Linked DNA regions of Sus scrofa: region 2 is linked to region 1. Evidence: chromatin contacts called from public Hi-C data. All regions are on one chromosome and are shown on one strand. The core of a region is the stretch at or near the end of the contact, and the rest is flanking DNA. Distances in the headings are between cores, read along the strand shown. Region 1 has its middle 80 kb from the start of MBP. Region 2 overlaps MBP (myelin basic protein).

Region 1 (4,371 bases), core at 1,330-3,829:
TCTACCCTGGGTCCTGTCCCTGGCCTGGGAGAACTTTCAAAAGCCCACCCATCACTTTATTACATTGTGTTCCTTACTATCGCACATACATTTTCCTTGAAATTCTTATGAATTGAAGGCCATTATATCCCCAAAATATATGCATGGGGGAATTTTATACATACATTAAAAAGAGTCTTAGCTGGAGCTTGGCAAGCCTGACTTTGCAGAGATGGCTCTTGGCAACCGTGAAGCCTCTGCACAGCACAAAGCAGGACAGTCTCTGTAGTTGCTTGGAGCCTGGACTCTCCAGCCTTCCCTAACATCTGCAAGGTAGGAGCCCCAGTTACCCCTGGACAAAGCAAAGTGGCATTTGTGGGGAGGAGAAGCAGTTTGTGATGCTAAAACCAGAATCTACATGGGACCAGTTGTTGGCCTGAGCTTTAAGAAATATGGGGGAGGGGGGCAGGTAAGAGTGACTTGGGTCAGGAGCCTTGGAACTTCCCTGTCAGAGTCACTACCCTACTCATCCTGGGGTTCTTCTGAGTCCCTCACTTCCACCTGTCCAGCCTTGGCTGCAAGTGAGCTGAAGGCTCCCAGCAAAAAAGTGGAAACACAAACTTCATCTTCAGCAGCCATCCTCCCTCCTGACCCCCCACCTCCAACTCCAGAACCCCCCAGGCCAATCTTCTTAGAGGAAAGGATCAAATAGTGATGTGACAGTGAAGTGAGGTGGACACACTTCTCTTGAATCTCCAGCACCTGAACTTGAACGATAAACCCCCTGGGGTCTGTGAGGGTGTCAGCCCTGAAACCACACTGGGAGGTGGCTCTACTGGCCCCTAAAGCCGGCCCAGGGGACAAGGCTGGGTCTCAAGGGCACCAGACTCCCCCTCCCCCAATGAACAGTGTGGATTCCCAGGGGCTCCTTGGAAAGCTCAGATTCAATCCCCTGACCCCGAATCTAAATTGGTGGTCGCGTCTCTCCCTCCACCTCCTACTTTTCCACCATCAGGATGAGGCCGAAAGTCCAGGGGGAAACGACTCTGTGTAGGTGACTAATGTCCAACACCAGGATCCCTTGGACCAAGAGGATGACACCGACCCCAAGCCGAGGGAGAGATCATTCAGGCCGCAGGACCCAGGTTCGCCCGCTCCTTCTGTGCGTTTTCTGGTCTACTTTGAGCCCTCCTCGCCAGCCTCCTTCGGGAAGCATGCGCTCTCCAGAGGAACCCTACCTGTGAGCGGTGCTGCACCAACGCCACCCTGGTGTTCCCAAGGGGCCAGGTTTTGCGGAGTGCCCTGCACCCCGAGGCGGGGAAGTAGATTCTGGCCAGCGGCCACGGCGGCCGTGGTATGGGGCGTGGAGCCTAAACTACCGCAGTCCCTCCCAGCACGGTCGGGCGGGGTGGTTCGTAGGCTCCGCCACGCGCGGAGGCGCAAAGAGCCCGAGTTCAGTCCCGGGCAAACTCCGAGCCCGCCTCCCGCGTGTGCCCGGAGCCCTCGTGGCGGAGGCGTCGGGACGTGGACCTGGCCAGCGGGCGGCAGGTGGGCGGCTGGGCCCGGGGCGGCGTGTTTACCTGGCTCGCAGGCAGCCCGGGAGGCGGGGGAGGGAGGCGGGGCGCTCGGCCCCCGAGCAGCCGCCGTCAGTCGCCTCTGCAGCGCGCCAGCGAGGACGAGCCTTTGGCCCCGGCGGCCCGCGTCCCTGACCCGGAAGGCGGAGCCCTGGGACCCCGCGCTCCTGGCGCCTGGGGCCGGGGCGGCGGGAAGGCGGCCTGGATCCCGCGGCGCCCTCGGCCTAGGAGCACCAAGCTTAGCGCGGTGGGTGACTCTTGGGTGGGCAAGCGCCTTTATCAGCGCCCTCGGAGCGGGGACCCGGGCCCGGAGTTCCCCTGGGCGGCGGCGCAGGTGGCGGCAGGTGGCAGCCCAGGGGCCGCCGGGGCGGGGGGTGGGTGCGGGTGTAGACGCGCTCCAGAGCAGCGGGGCTGTCCCGGATGAGTGTCCAGATGTGGGCTCCCGTGGCTGGGGTCTCAAGAGTGTGGGAGGGGGTGGGGGTGGAGTTTCGGAGGGAGGTGACGAAGGTCAAAGAGGCCGCCCTGGGCGTTGCGGGGATGGGTGCTGGTGGCGAGCTTTCGAGCAGGCGGGGGATCCCCACAGGCTTAAAGTGCTTCTTAAAGACACACCTGGAGCCGGGCAGACGACCTCACCCTCCCGCCGTTTCCAGACGAAAACCAGTTTCCCTTTGAGCGTGGAGGGCGGTGACAGGCAACTCGCCTTGCTTCCGCCTTCGGGAGGCCTGGCCTGGCTGAGCTGCCTGAGCCCACCTGCGCCGGCCGGTACCCCACCTGCGCGCACCTGCGCGCACCTGCGCGCGGCGCGGTCCCCCTGTCCCGCGTGAAGCCCCTCTGGGCCCGTCGCTGGGTGAGCTGGCTCTGAGGGTGCTGTGTGTGCTGCAAGGTTCTACTGACGCCTAGGTGATTCTAGGTCCTGCGGGATACCGGTGACACCAGCTGCTTTCTCTTAGGGGCTACTCTCTCTCTCCCGTTTGGAAGGCGGAGTGAGATTTGGGAAACCCTTTCAGTTTCTTTGGGACTCAGTGGGACTCCGGCAGGAAATAGGCGTGTTTCGGTTCCCCATCCTCTGTTTTCCAATTGCGGCAATGTGAGAATCAACAGCATGTGTGCAGTTTTTCTCTGCCTCCGTGGAGGGCACGTGCAGCAGCTGGGATGTGTTGGGAGGGGTATAAACATGGTGGCGGGGGGGCGCTGGCTGTTCTGACATGGACATGAACACCTGGCCTAGAAAGAGAGTTTTTCCTAGGAAGGGGATTTTAGGATGCATCCTATTTAAGACCTATGGCTTTTGGAGAAGATTTTTAGCCCACCGAGGTCAGGGGGATGTTTTACAGAGTGGCCTGCAAGTTAGGGACCTCCCTATATTGGGCTCAGGCCTGTACCTCTGCTCCCTGGTAGGCCACATGAGAGTGCTGAGGGCCTCCTGGGACATGGGGACCCAGGTGTGGAGCCAGCAGGAGTCAAAGCAGATCTTCAGGAAAGGATGGGCCAAATGACCTGCAAGGGGCAGAAGCCTTATGAACCCGCGGCGTTCCTCCCAGGCCACGGGTGCTCGTCGGTAGCTGAATTTTTTTTTAAGTGGGATAGATCAAAACCTGAAGGGAGGAAATCCAGTTAAAAATTGCCATAAAATGTCGGTTAACAGTAACTCCCTAGGATTTAACTGAGTACCTTTATTAACCAGGGTTGAACAAAAACTGTTTGGTTCAAATGCACCTTAAAAATCTTTCTAAAGTATCGTATTTCTGTCCAAAGAGAAGAGCATTTAGAAAAGTTATTTGATCTGTGATTGACATGGAATCACTTCAGCCTAGCTTTGGTGGGGGATGGCCTCGACCATGTGCCCTGATGAAAGGCACTTGCTGAAGGTGGAAAAGAGTAGAGACCAGTCTTTTTGGTGATTTTTTTCTATTTCCTTCTGAATTTCTAAATGCTAATTGGAGGTATGTTGAACTTTTAGTTTTCTAGGTTCTTTAAAAAATTGACAACCATTTCTGTACCCAGGTAGCATTTTTGACCACTTACAAATTGCCAGCTGTCTTCTGAAAATGCTATTTCACCTGATGAATCGTCCTGATGCCAGGGGATACCCTCCTTTGATATAACTACCCTATTATTATCTTCATTTGGGGGGGCAATGCCCATGGCATGTGGAAGTTCTTGGGCCAGGGATTGAACCCATGCCGCATCAGTGACAATGCCAAGTCCTAAGCAGCTAAGTCACCAGGGAACTCCTACTCTCATTTTCACTGACTAGGAAACCAAGGCACAGAGACTCACAGGTGCCTACAGGATTAAGTTCCAGGATCCTGCCACCAGCCCCTCTTTGCTGCCCTGCAGACTGACAGGACACCTTGCAAACCTCACAGAGCTGCCTTTGGTTTCTGTCTCTTTAAAATTCCACTGCTCCTGAGTGGCCACACCCAACAAAATATGCTTCCTCTACAGGATGATTGGACTGTCACATCTCTTTTAGTCACCCTGTCCTAACTTCCTCAGTGAAGTTGTCAGTAAGGAGAGTCAGTTTCCTAATTCCTTGGTACGATTTTTAGTAAGTAGTCATTAAGCACTACATAAAGGAGGACACTTCTATTGGTCCCTTGGAGCCACGGAAGGAAGCTTAAATCAGCCTGAGTTGGGGGCCCTAGGAGCTGGATTTAATGCACAGTAATTGTCAGCAGAGACCCTGATGGTCCTGCTGAGCAGAGAGGCTGGATGAGCAGGTTTCCAGTCTCTACCTTAACATGCAGCCACCAGGCTTTAGCCAGAGAGACAGAGCCAGTGGGAGATACACATGAGAGATGGATCGTGAGGAATT
Region 2 (4,464 bases), core at 356-2,855, 92 kb after region 1:
TGGCTGCACGGTGCACCCAGAGGCTTGCCCGGAGCTGTCCTCCCTGCTCTGAACCCGCCACCAACCAGCATTCCCAGGGCACTGGAAGGTTACCAAGTCAGAGCCTCAGCTCCTAGAAAAGCACCGAGTAAGAATGGAAACAAATGTGGATCTGATTCTGCCGCTCAGCGCCCTGTATCTGCTCTGAGCCTCCTTCCTTCCTGCAAAGCCACAGCAACAGCTAAAGGAACCCTTTGTCTGGCTGAGGCCCCAGGGCCCATGGTGCTGAAGAGAACCAGGAGGCAGAGCCCCAGCCCTGGCCAGCAGGGCGCCTCAAGCCCACCTCCCACAGAGCCCAGGAGCCGCAGAGCACAGGCCCTGGGAGGCCACATCCTGCCCGTAGCTGCGGCCTTGGGACTGAGGGTTTCTGCTCTCTGGCCTGTTTCTTGGCCAGAAAGTACAAGTGTCAGAGTCTGACTGCATGTGTCTCCACTGGCCTTTTCTTCAAATCTCAGGAACTTTCGTAACCGTGCAGATGGCCGACGTGCTGGGGTGACCCTCATGCCTCAGGCTGTAGGATCTTGTTCTGCTCATGAGAAGCACAGCCCCAGCCCCCAGGAATCCCTCACACAAGGGTCGGGGGGCAGCTTCCAGAGGCTTTCTTCCTGCTTCATCGTCAGGTTTTCTGCATCCATGTCCTTCTGATTTCCAAGTATATGGCTGTGGCCAGAACTGGGTGATCCTGATGGGCCCTGGAGGTCTAGCTGTGGGGACACAGAACAGATCAAGTTCTGGCCTCCCCTGGGGCCAGGCCGGTGTTCTATTCTGCCGGCAGAAGGGCTGCTTCCCATGGCAGCAGCACGAGGCCCTCAGCCTTCACTTGCTGGAAAGCCTGTGGCTGCTTGGCTTTTCCTTCCAAAACAGATATTCCTGACTGTGCATCCCTTAACTATGCACCGTCATCCTGCACAAGGAGACATGGAACTCCAAGACAGCAAAGTCGTCCTGGGTGTTGTTTGCTTTGCACCTCTGTTGAGGTCTTAGCTTGATTTTCTTGCTGGGAAGTCTTTCACATACTTTGGACACATTGAGGTCTTTAAAAATGGGTGCCTGGGAGCCAGGAAAGAAGTGGAGAGGTTAAGGCCAACATCCAACCCTGCCTCCCGCCATTGCAGAAGGTGATAGACAGAAACTTCCAGACCCACATTCAAGAGCCTCGCTCTCGGCACCAGCCCTGAGCTTGGGAAACAGAGGTAAGCCCTTTCTGCAGTAAAGATGTGCCTGTGTGTCTTTGTGAGCTCTCCCAGGCTTCCCAGGCCAAGGAAGGAGGGGTTGCCTCAGACAAGTGAGGGCTGCCTGGCCATGGAAATTGTGGATGGATCTTCACAGAGGCCACTGGGCAGGTTGGCCTGGGCGGGTGCATCAGCCGGAGGGCGGGCTGCCAAGAGGAAAAGGCATCCTCACCACCCTGACAGAAGCTTCCAGCTCCGGCCTCACTACCAGGCCTCAGAGGCCCCCCCATCGGGAGTTCAAGCCCCTTCGAAAAACACACAGCCTTCCTTCAGTGTTCACTGAAGGAGCAGACCCAAGGGCTGTGACATGTGACACTGACTTCCTGTCTTCCTGTGCCCGGGGTGATCTCATGCCTGCATCCCAGGAGATTGCAGTTGGTCCTTGCCAGGAGGCCTCTGACACCAAGCCGAGGGCATCAAACCCATTTGTCTGAGAAGGCCGGGATCCTGGGTCTCCTCGTTTCAGATGAAACATGGCAAAGGAAAGCAGAAGCCAACCTGCCCCTGGCCGCCCACAGCCTTCAGCTGGACAATTTGCTCAGGGAGGAAACTCTCCAACTTGAAAACCTGTCCAGGCTGAAACGAGCACCAGAAACAGCCCTGACACACAGGCTGCCCCGCCAGCCACCACTATGCCCACCAGCCTTCTCCATTTCCGGTAGCTGAGAAGAAATGCATTGCGAGAACAGTCACCAGGTCACCTAAAATCTCCACCCAAGTCAAAGGTCTGCCTGCGAATCGCTCCCGTGATTGAGAAAATCCTGCTGCTGACATTGCACAGCTTTCTCTAAAGAAGGGAAAGGCCTCGGGCTTTAATTAAAATCATTCGAGTCAATGATTCAGAAGCAAACATAGTCTTCGACTTGCCAAGGGCAAAAACACAGAGCAGATTGCATATACCATTCAGACACAAGGCAGTTCTCTCCAGATTGTGAAATCCAAATGCCGGGACCTTGCCAGAAAAACTCTAGCATTAACTCCCAAGGCACATTAGAAGCTGTTTGACCAGAAACAGAGCAACTACTTCCTCTGAAAAACAAATAAGCAAACCTAGGAGCGTGGCCAAAAGACCCAAGAGAATCTCCTCGTCCAGCGATTTCTGGGAATGGCCAGAGGTTGGGGGTCGCACGCCGTGTTATCAGCACCAGCTCTGCAAGGGAGAAGCAGCATAGCTCCGACAGTTTCCAGCCAGGCGTACCACTTCTGCTGCAAGCTGGTGACATCTGGGACACCTGTTGTAGTCCGTAACATTAATTTTATTGGCATCTAGTTCAGTACCTGGGCCAGAGTTGCCACCAAGGTGGGGAGGAAAGCTCCCAACCTTTCTTTCCAAAGCCTGGCTCTTCAGCACAAGCTCTGCTACTGCCTCTGTCAGGAAGCCCATCAGGAGGCCAAATCACTTCCACAAGATTTCTAAGGATGGAAAGGATCTTTATAAGCCATGAAAGAAGCGTGAAGCAAGGGGAAAAGGGCAGAAAACGTCTATCCGTTTCCTAGTGAACTGCGTTTCATCATTCTTAAATACCAAGAAAACAATATAGAAGCCCATTTAGTTTTATAACCACTTTCACAAGAAAAAAACCATTTTCCTGATCCAGGTCTTACTCTGTTGAGGGTACCTTATCACCGGCAATTCAGTAAAAGGGAGACCGTTTTACAGTCTTTAACCAAATAGGTTAAAGGGATGAACCGCTTAGCTGCCTGGATCCAACTTTCCTGAGAATCCCACAAAATCAAAGATTTCTCAGGGGGCGGGGCAGGGCACGTGGGGGAGGAAAAATGCAAATTGCTTTACTCCACCTCTCTCTAGACCGCTGGGAAAACCATCTAATGAAGGCGCTTTGTGGATGTGTGCACAGTTCTGTGGTGTCAAACCTGCAAACTGGAGAATTAAGTATTGGAGATGCATGTGCTTGTGGGAAGGCTGGTGGGCTGGTGGTTGGGGGCTTTTAATCACATGAACAAAAGGGAACATTTTAGCGGGTACAATGTGCCTGGGTTGAGGAAAACCTCTTCCACTAAAAGGGGGAGCAGACTGGCTTCCCCCATTCCTCTGTCTTAATTACATGGAACCACATCCTTCAAAGGAACAGAGAAACTGAAAAATCTCCTCTCTAACTAGCCTTGCTTTTGTCCTTTCCAACTATTGTTGTTTTCAAGAGAAATCGAAGCTCATTTTCTAGTGAAGAGCAGCTCTGCAGCTTTCCCTGTTCTCCAGGTATTGACATCTCTACCTGACGCCACCTACAGACGTTTTAATACTATCTTCTTTCATCTGAGCACATTGTGACTTCTAGGACATCACACCTTCACAACTCAACGGGAAGTAAGTCTGCAATCTCCAAAAGAGAGAAACAGCTTCTTAAGTCCATGCCTCTCCTTCCCTTCTATCACGTGGGTGGCCCATGGTCTCTCCAGCGGCTGCGAGTTTCAGGTTCAGAGCCTCCCTACTCATCCATGTCAAATCCACCAGTGGACACACTGAGCAACATTTCTGGTCTAGGATCAGGGTGAGAATAACAATGTGTCCGCCCTGTGTTTTCAAAGCAAGTTGAATCACTTTCTTTGCTCCTTTGTCCATTGGATCCTGCTGGGCCCAGGGAGAAAGGTGCTTTCCAGCTGTGGGCCAGGCCCAGAGCACCGCAGCGTGGGGTTGCCTGAAGCTCCAGGCCCAGGGTGGACAGAGGGTTAAGATGAAAAGAATCTTGCGTGAGGACACCTGCATTGGTGACCTCCATGAAAACATGATGTTCAAAAGGACAGAGGTTTCCAAATAGCAGCTCCACCCAGAGTTCATGTCTGTTCACATCACGTGGAAAAGATGGCACAGATGTTACCAACACTAGTTGTCAGATACACCCTGTATGGGAAGGACAAGTTTCCTAGCACACAGTCAGACAGAGCAAAAGTGGAGAACAGGACAGGCTTCTTGTCGAAGAGAGTTGGTCCTATAACAGGCCTGGGGTCTGCTGTGTAATCACTATAAGCCATGAGTCTACCCCTGGGTGGGCCTATTGCATTTACTCACACGTGTGTACCTAATGGTTTAGTATTATTTTCTTGGCTCCTCCTTTGCACCCACCCAACATCATTCATCCAGAGGAGAGAGGCAAGCTAACTAACGCCTGAACAGAGAAAGGGGAGGAGCCCAGCCTTGTTGGGTCCAAGAGGGAGCACACAGGTGCGTCTCAGG

The links. Hi-C and Micro-C count contacts between places; a contact is called where the count stands out from the background.
Region 2: a contact with region 1 is called in a Hi-C map of liver, with 4 times the contacts expected there. The contact joins two enhancer-like sites. A contact is called at or near these places in 15 of 47 Hi-C or Micro-C datasets (adipose tissue, alveolar macrophages, embryonic fibroblasts and 9 more) and 2 of 2 datasets of contacts at active chromatin or transcription factors (alveolar macrophages and skeletal muscle).

What each region holds. Positions count from the first base shown.
Region 1 is chr1:147,566,987-147,571,357 of Sscrofa11.1, forward strand. No RefSeq gene overlaps it. Among named protein-coding and RNA genes, the nearest start is that of MBP, 80 kb to the right of the region's middle. Within about 2 kb of position 2,580, at least 52 of the 83 cell types and tissues checked have an H3K27ac peak or open chromatin away from gene starts, as enhancers often do. A contact at or near this core is called in adipose tissue, alveolar macrophages, liver and 3 more, where this site is marked.
Region 2 is chr1:147,660,011-147,664,474 of Sscrofa11.1, forward strand. The region is part of intron 2 of MBP (myelin basic protein); the gene reads left to right. Among named protein-coding and RNA genes, the nearest start is that of MBP, 13 kb to the left of the region's middle. Within about 2 kb of position 1,606, at least 23 of the 83 cell types and tissues checked have an H3K27ac peak or open chromatin away from gene starts, as enhancers often do. A contact at or near this core is called in adipose tissue, alveolar macrophages, liver and 3 more, where this site is marked.